Regions from separate parts of the Oryctolagus cuniculus genome. Here regions 1 and 3 are each linked to region 2. A link is a contact called in public Micro-C data. All regions are on one chromosome and are shown on one strand. The core of a region is the stretch at or near the end of the contact, and the rest is flanking DNA. Distances in the headings are between cores, read along the strand shown.

Region 1 (2,700 bases), core at 45-2,544, 570 kb after region 2:
CCCACTCTTACAGAAATCAGTCTCATGCAAATCTGAAGTGGTCACAAGCACTAACCTAGGTCCTTTGCCAAGTCACTGTGCACGTGCACGTCCCACGGGCCTACAAACACAGCAGAGTTAGATCACCTTACAATCCCCCAACAAGACACACCTATACGGGACCTCAGACCTCACGGATACAAAGTTACCCATTCACGTTGCAAAGAACTTCACAGTGCCGCACCTTGACAGAGGAGGAATTTTTTTTAAGACGTTTATTCCAGTTACGTCACTGAGGGGCTGCTTGGTGCCCAACGGACACCTTTACTATGTGACGCTGGAAACCATCAAGAATTCACGTTTTAGGAAAGCAAACACCACGAACTTGCAAACCTCGTGGAACAGAAAGGGGCCCTGCGGCTCCACTTAAGTTAAAAAATCCCGATGTCAAGTCACCTTGCAAGAAGCAAGCACAAGAAGCACTAGAGAAAAATAGATTAACGCTGAGAAAGGCAGGCCAAAAAGGGCCACGCGGTGCTTCTACAACGCGAGTTAATGGGTCCCTAGAAAAAAACCACAACGTCACCTGGCACGGGCGACATCAGGGGTTTCTTTCTGGGCCATAACCTGGGTCCCCGAGTCGACTACTGTAAAAGCACGACCCTGCCCGGGAGGCGCGCTGGCAGGTGCATCGCGCCCACGTTAGACGGCAGTGTCTCCGCATCGCCTTCACTCAGCCAGACTTCTCAACGGCTGTGTCCGAGGGGCGGCAGGGCCCACCTGGGACGCCGCAGCGGCCCGCAGCCAGGCCGCCGGCGCGACGCGGGGCCCGGTGCCGCCAGGCCCGCCGCGCTCGGCCTCGGAGCGGCCCTCAGGCCGCGGGGCCGGCGCGCGGGGCCGGGCGGGCCGCCCCCAGGGACCCCCGCCGAGGGACAAGGGACAGGAAGTTCCGTACCGCCATACAGCCACTCCTCCTCCTCATCCCCTCCGGTCCCGCCGCTCAGTTCCGACACAAGGCGGTCCACCTCGCCGGCCGACATGGCCGCCCGGCCGCCCCTTCAAGGCGCCAATCAACAGCCCCCAGCCAACCCCTGCCCCAGCCTCGCTGCCCCGGGGGCGCGAGAAGGGCGCGAACCCGCCAGCGGGCGAGCCAAGGAAACACGAGACGCCAATCCCGGACAGACGGCCGCAGCGGCCGAGGCGGCAAAGGCGAGGACTTCAACACCGGCCGCCTGCGCACGCGCAGCAGCGTCCAAGCGGCGCGGCGTCTCTAGATGGCTACGCTTCCGCGGCCGCGGCCCCCCCCCCGCCTGACTGCGCCTGCGCGCTGCGCGTGGCCCCGCCCTCCCCCACGGCGTCGCGCTCGGTCTTCCGGCGTGGCTTCCGGGCGGGCGGGCGCACTGCGCCGGCGCGGCTCCCCTCCCCCGCCCTGCCTTCGTCTAGGAAGACTTCCTGTTCTCTCCTGTCTGTGATGCTTTGTCTAAAGCTTTGATTTATCTTAAAGGTTTTTGTTTATCAAACTTAATGCGCAGTTACCTGTCGGTCCTCTTCTGCAAAAGAAATCATAATCCGTCCTCCAGAAATTAACGATTAATAGTCTTGAGAAGTTAATTTTAATAGCCATCAAAAGCAAAAGTGATCCATGAATGATGCATTCTTCTTGTTTAAAAAAACAGTAACAACGTGCACATGAGAGAACCTGCTGCACCACCGTCTTTGGAAGTGGGCACTGGGACCTGCTGTGAGCACCCTTCTGAAATTTTCCACACATTTGCTTTACCTGTGTTGCATGGTTTTCAAAGGAGAACTTAAGGGAAATGAGCCTTCGAGGGCCCAGGGCTCATGTGTCATCCTGCTTCCGGGTTTTTCTTGTTTGATTAACCCAATGGCGCCTTGGAGATCAAACTGCCCGCTTAGCAATGCTGCGTGCAGTCCCAAAGCGTGACTATCACACAGTGAATGTGACGTTCACCAGCTGATCTTCCCCTTTTGTCTGTCACCCAGAAGTGAACAGAACCTTACGGTGAAGATCCTTGGGACTTCCTGCAGATGTGCCCGAGTGTTTCTCCAAGACTGTAAACTCTGTGCAGTGCTGTTTTAACCGCTAATGCTAAGTTTCCAGGCTGCTTTCAAGAACACATCTCCCAAGGGAAAGATGCCCCAGTGCGGGTTAGAACTGGAGTTCTAGGTCTCGATGGTGTTTCATTTCATCTTCCCACTTGTTTATGCCACCTCATCGTGTGAGTTTGAGAAATCAACCTTTCTGCACTTTAGTTTTTCTCAAGTAAAAAATGAGAAGCTGAATTAGGTAATCCCCAAGGTCCCTTTTAGTTGTAAAGGTTTGAAATGGGATGTTCACTTGCTAAAAAAAAAAAAAAAGAAAGAAAGAAAGAAAGAAAGAAATCACTTTAATGGTGGCCATGCAGCACGGTGGGTTAAGGAGCTGCTGGGAGTGCCCAGTCCCATGTTAGAGGCTAAGTTCAAGCGCTGACCACTCTGCTTCCATCCAGCATCATGATAGTGTACCTGGAAGGAAGTGGGTGATAGTTCCTGCCACCCACAAGGGAGACACAGGCAGAGTTCCTGGCCTCTGGTTTTTGGCTTCTGCCTTACTCAACCTTGGCTGCTGCAGACATTTGGGGGAAGAAACCACCAGAAGGAAGATCTTTGTCTTCTCTGCCCCCCACCACTCTGCCTTTCACAATAAATACAGGCTCAAGA
Region 2 (2,821 bases), core at 194-2,693:
GACATTCTCCCAGGTTGAAAGGCCCGGGGCGCTGACGGCGCGGCTAGCACCCCGGTGGGGGGCGGCGCAGGGTGGCAAATGGTCGGGGGGCGGCGGAGCCAGATTTCGCCCGCTGCGGACGGACGGAGCAGAGGCCGAAGGGGCTGGCCATCTGCCGCCCCCTGGAAAGCAAAATAAACCCGGTGGCCGGGCGCCGCGGCGGGCGGGAGGTCCCCGCAGCCAGGCGGCGGGGGTGGGGGGTGGAGGGGCGAGGCCAGCGCGCCCCGCCCACGCTCGCAGCCCGGTCCGCACCGCGCCATCCGCCCTGCCCCGGCTCCGGCGCGGCCGGGGTCGCCCTACGCTCCTTCCACGTGGCTCCCTCGACGCCCAGGGCCCTGGGTGGTCTCCGGGCTGCAGCCGGCGGGAAGTGTGGCCTGGCCGGGGCGGGCTGCGGGGTCTTGTCTCCCTGACCAGGGCTGTGGCCGAGGCGAGCCACGGGGGACAGGGCGGGGGTTCACGCCTGCGCCCACCCGTGCGGGGATCGCGACTTTCGACCTCCTGGGCGCTTTTCTGGAGCGTCCATGGAAGAGTTAAGAATGAGGCTGCCCGCGCCAAAGCAGAGCAGGGGCCTGCGTGGGGCCGCGGGCGTTGGCCTTGGCCTGGCGTGTCCGGGCGGGCTGGACGCAAGGTTAACGCGAGGCCCCGTGGAGGAGCCCGGCCTGCAGTGCGGGCCCCGCCAACCTCTTGCAGCGGACCGCCTTGGGCCTTGTAAACAAAAAAACAACTCCGGCCCGGCCCGGCCCCGCCCTGCGCTGCCCGCGGGTCTCTAGCCCTCGGCGCCCAGGACCGCGGGGAGCGCCCGCGGGCCGGGCCTGGGCCTCGGGGGCGTGGCCCGCGGAGGGGGCCTGGGCATCTGCTCCCCACCCCCACCCCGATCCCGTCTTTTCTCCTGGAATTCGCGATGTCCCGTTGCTCTCTGAGACTTCTGAAGCCAGGCCGTTAGTGGGGAAAACCGCATTGAAGCAAACCTGTGAAGTTGTCTTTCCCCACCCCCAGGGACGCCGGCGCGGGGGGATGGGGGGCGGGGCGGGATGGGGGAGGTCTCGGCTCCGGATTTGAAAAGCAAGGGCCGTTTGGTGGTTCGCGGGAGAGCGCGGCGCTGACCGCCCCACTCCCACCCCTGGCCCTCCCGGCTGCAGCTTCCGGAGCCCCCAGCCCCTATGCTCGGGCCCGCCCCCGCAGAGGGGTCCATGGGTTCGGGGTTCACAGGGCCCCGAGGCTTGGCCCGCAAGTGGGGCGTGGGCGACCTGGAGGGCGTTCACCCCGTCTCGGGCGCGCGCGTCGCTCACCTCCAGTTGCCGCGGTAGCCAGGCCCGAGGGTGCAGCGTCTGCCTTGGGCTCCTTGGGGGCCCTCCTTCCAGGGGCGGCTGTGTCAGGGGTCCTCACGCCGCCGCAGGCTGCCCTGGGTGCAAGGCCCCGAGCTTGCGCGGTGGTCCAGCGCGGCTGGGGCGGGCTGCGAGCCCCTCGGAGCGGGCTCTTGGGGACCCCAGCTTCCTGGATTTAGAGATGCGATGGTCCCCCTTCCTCCCAGCGCCTTCTTAGGCCTGGGGTTTGTGTTGCTTTTAATTTGAAAGCCGGCGTGCGGGAGGCGGGGGCAGGGCGATGGGGAGGTCTGCAGTTTATTAGGGGCCTCAGCCGTCCCGTTCTGCAGCACGCAGCTGTGGCTGGGGAGGGAGGAGGGCTGGCTCCGGTGAGGTCAGCCTGCCTCTGGAGAGGGGGCCTTGTGCTCTCGGAGCCCCGCGGTGGAGGGAAAGGAAGAACTGGGCGGAGGGGCGCTGCCGCGCGCAGTCAGGTGGGCCCGGGCCCACTCCACGGAGGTCCTCAGAGAACATCGCAAGCCAGCGAGGCAGGCTCCCGATCACCATCCCAGAGCACTGGGATTTCACGCCGGAAGGACTCACTGAGCGCCGGCTGCCCAGGGCTCTGCAGCGGCGAAGCCTGGGTGAGCGGTCAGTGAACGCCAAGTGGCAGTGCTGGGCTCCAGCGAGGCTGGAGGTGCGCGGTGATGTCACAGCGCACAGGAGAGCGGGCACCAATCGGAGGCCCCTGGAGGCTTCCTGCAGGGGAGGCCGCATCCTGGGGAGCCTAGGAGGGTGACGCTGGGGAGCAGCCTGTGGAGGTGAGCAAGCCCCTGAGGTCAGCGGGAGGCGAGCGAGCGAGCGGCTGGGCAGAGGGGACTTCTGGGAGGCAGGGGGCCTTGTGCTGTGATCAGAGAGAGGAGGGAGTGGGCTGGAGTGAGGGAAGCAGCAGGCACTGCGCTGGCAGGAGATGGGGTCCCTGGTGTGGACAGGGGCTGGTGCTATGTTGAGGAACAACCAAGAACAACACAATCAGGAAACAAAATACTTCTAGCTTGAAGCATTTGAAAAAGCCACTAGGGCAGGTGTTGGGGCACACTGGGTTAAGCCACCACCTACAATGCTGGCACCCATATGGGTGCTGGTTCTAGTCCCAGCTGCTCCACTTCCCATCCAGCGCCCTGCTAACGCGCCTGGGAAGGCAGCAGAAGATGGCCCAAGTATTTGGGCCCCTGCCACCTACATAGGAGACCTGGATGGAGTTCCGGGATCCTGGCTTTGGTCTGATCCAGCCCCAGCTGTTGCAACCATTTGGGGAGTGAACCAGCAGCTGTAAGATCTCTATTTCTCTCTCTCTCTCTCTCTCTCTCTCTCTCTCTCTGCCTCTTTGTAACTACCTTTCAAGTAAATAAATACAAAACAAAGAAGAAAATCCTGGAGAGAATCCGTCGGCAGAGAAGACCCTGAGAATCCGTCTCCAAATA
Region 3 (2,700 bases), core at 43-2,542, 690 kb after region 2:
CACCAGCCTCATCAGTGCAGCCGCTCTCACAGCCCCATCTGCAGATTCCTCGGTTGGATTAAGCTCTGTCCTTGTTCCCTAAGACTCCGGGCATCGAGACTTTAGCACATGGGCGTGTAGGTGACACCCACATTATCTTCCAAACCAGAAAACATGCATTGCAGTCTTACTTATGCTACTACTAGCTTAGCCATCTAGATGTTGCGCGGTAGGAGACTGATGGAATGTATTGTGTTGTCATTAAACTTCAAGTCTCTGAAGAATAACTCAGATGAGGCGGGGGAAAGGTGAATCACGGAAGAATAGAAGAATTTTCTCATACAGATTTGAGAAACAAAACTGCATCTTTACTGTGAGTCCAGCTCTGTTAAGTAGTTTGAAAAGGTGAGGACAGTAGAGGGAGGTTAGATGTTAAAAGAAATTAGAAGGACAGGAAAATTCATGAAAGTGGTTGTCGTAGTCTCTGGGAGTAGCGGATTCTTCAGTGAGCTTGGTTAGCAAGTTGATCCAAAGCTTAGTGGCTTAGAGCAGCCTTTTAAATATAGCTCACAATTTCATGTGGCAGAGGCTCAGCAGGGCCCAGCGGGGCGTGTCTCCGGCTCCACGTGGCGTCTCCTGAGGTTACTTGGTGGCACTCAGCTGGGCAGGGGAGGATTCAGAACAGGGAATCGTGAGAGGGAAGGGCTGAGCCGCGCCAGCGGGAGCTGCCTCTGCCTCTGCAGCAGGGCCGTCTCGGGCCAGCAGGCTTCTCCCACGGAGGCCAGGCTCCCCAGGAAGGTTGTTCTGGGGGAGCGGACAGGAGCCGCAGGACGGCTCATAGCTTCCCCTTGGAAGCCTGGAACTTGTATTGACCCGCCCAGCGTCGGGGGAAGGAGCTGGACTCCACTTCCAAAGGGAGGAGTAGCTGAAGGCCGGTGACCGCCTTTGGAGCCAACCCCAGTTGGACTGAGTGGTTTACCTCGTGTTTCTGCGGCGTGTATCACGCAGATGTATTCTTTACTGTACATCTGCAAGAGCCTTTTATGTGTTATGTGCCGACCCCTGAGTGAGATTTGCACGCAGTTAACCGCGTGGCAGAAACATAGCCGCCTGCAAGTGTCACCTTTACCCTTCCCCGTTCGAATGGGAGCACGTTGGGGGTTTACTCGCACTGGCTCATTTTAAACGGCATTAGAAAGATGTGGTCTTGGCGAGGCAAGCCAGGCCACTTTTCTGCGAGTTGCTGACACGTAAGCTGTGGGTTGAAGGGCGGAGGAACACGCAGGGTGCTGGAAGCTGCCTACTGCACTGGGTCTGTGTGGCGGGATGCGAGAACAGGCATTCGTGTGTGCAGAAAGCGCTGACACTTGGGTTGGGGGGAGATGACGCTGGAGAGAGAACCCAGAAGCAGACTCTGGGGGCCTGGTGACCACCCGGGCCGTCTCGGCTCCTCACAGTTCAGCAGGCACAGCTTAACTCTATCTGTTCCTGATTCCGTTTGCATTCTTTGCACTTCTCTGTGATTTGTATATGAAGAGGACAGAATTCAGGCCACGAAATAGACTTCATATGGATGCATTTCCAACAAGAAAAGCCAGGAGAGCTGGAGAGCATCATTGGCCAGGCCGTATTTCTTGGTTGAAAAATAACGTGCTTTATAGATACGTCGTTCTGAGAGTGGGTGGAAGCAAGCATTTGTCTGTCATCTTAGAGTGGCTGCGCCTGCTGGCGGAGGCCTGGAGCCCCAGTCTTACTGTCCTGTCCCGGGGCACTCGTGTCCGTGTGCCATATGGGCCCCGCATCTGGTGACCAGTCCCTGCTCTTTGGGGAGAAAAGCAAATCTTCCTTTGAGGGACTCCACAGGCACGTTTCTGTAGAACCTGCTACTGCCTGTGTCTGCGGATGCTGGCTGACGTTCCCCACGTTTCCCGAGACAGCAGGAACTGGGAGAGGACCCTGTGCACTCGGAGGCGCGCGCTCTGTTCTCCCAGCCTGTTCGTGGCGATGACTCCCTTTGATGTTCTGACACATCTGAAATCGTGGTGAAATGTGGCAGCCAGAGCTGGGCCCGGGCAGGCCCTTGGGGATCAGTGTGACAGGGGACACGTGCTATTGGGAGGCGCTCTTCCACATGTGACGGATTTAATTGGTGTGGAAGTTTCCACGTCCCCCCCCTGCCCGAAGTATTATCACAGTAAGTTACGAAGCCAAATAGAAACTTAAAAAAACATACCCAGTGAGTTCAAGACATTATTAGCAAATGTTTACTGCTTAATTTTTAAAATAGATTTATTTATTTTACTTGAAAGAGTTACATAGAGAAGGAGAGGCAGAGAGAAAGAGAGAGGGGTATTCCATCCGCTGTTTCACTCCCCAATTGGCCGTAACGGTGCCAATCTGAAGCCAGGAGCTTCTTCCGGGTCTCCCACACAGGTGCAGGGGTCCAAGGACTTGGGCCATCTTCCACTGCTTTCCCAGGCCACAGCAGAGAGCTGGATATGAAGTGCAGCTGCCGGGTCTCAAACTGGCACCCATATGGGAGCACAGGGACCCGCTCTCAGATTCCGTCCCACACCTGCCAAGCTCAGCTTTTAGTGGTCTTCCCCCTGCCTCCTGCTGGGTGCCACTGTCAGGGGCTGGGAGTGTGGTGGGCGGCAGGAGGGCCCCGTCTCTCCCCGCCCCTCATTTCCTAACCCCACATCCCCGTGGCGTTGACCTCTG

The links. Hi-C and Micro-C count contacts between places; a contact is called where the count stands out from the background.
Region 1: a contact with region 2 is called in a Micro-C map of ear pinna, with 5 times the contacts expected there. The contact joins the promoter of FIP1L1 here to the promoter of PDGFRA in region 2. A contact is called at or near these places in 2 of 6 Hi-C or Micro-C datasets (ear pinna and psoas muscle).
Region 3: a Micro-C map of ear pinna shows a contact between it and region 2, with 5 times the contacts expected there. The contact joins the enhancer-like site here to the promoter of PDGFRA in region 2. A contact is called at or near these places in 3 of 6 Hi-C or Micro-C datasets (ear pinna, psoas muscle and an unstated tissue).

What each region holds. Positions count from the first base shown.
Region 1 is chr8:110,503,107-110,505,806 of mOryCun1.1, forward strand. FIP1L1 (factor interacting with PAPOLA and CPSF1) reads right to left here and starts at 1,295. Exons shown (of 18, transcript XM_070048122.1): 1 at 935-1,295; 2 at 56-100. The coding sequence starts at 1,019.
Region 2 is chr8:109,933,711-109,936,531 of mOryCun1.1, forward strand. PDGFRA (platelet derived growth factor receptor alpha) reads right to left here and starts at 1,444. Exons shown (of 23, transcript XM_070048112.1): 1 at 1,329-1,444.
Region 3 is chr8:110,624,214-110,626,913 of mOryCun1.1, forward strand. All of the region lies in intron 4 of SCFD2 (sec1 family domain containing 2), which reads left to right. Among named protein-coding and RNA genes, the nearest start is that of SCFD2, 110 kb to the left of the region's middle. Within about 2 kb of position 1,293, at least 1 of the 8 cell types and tissues checked has an H3K27ac peak or open chromatin away from gene starts, as enhancers often do. A contact at or near this core is called in ear pinna, where this site is marked.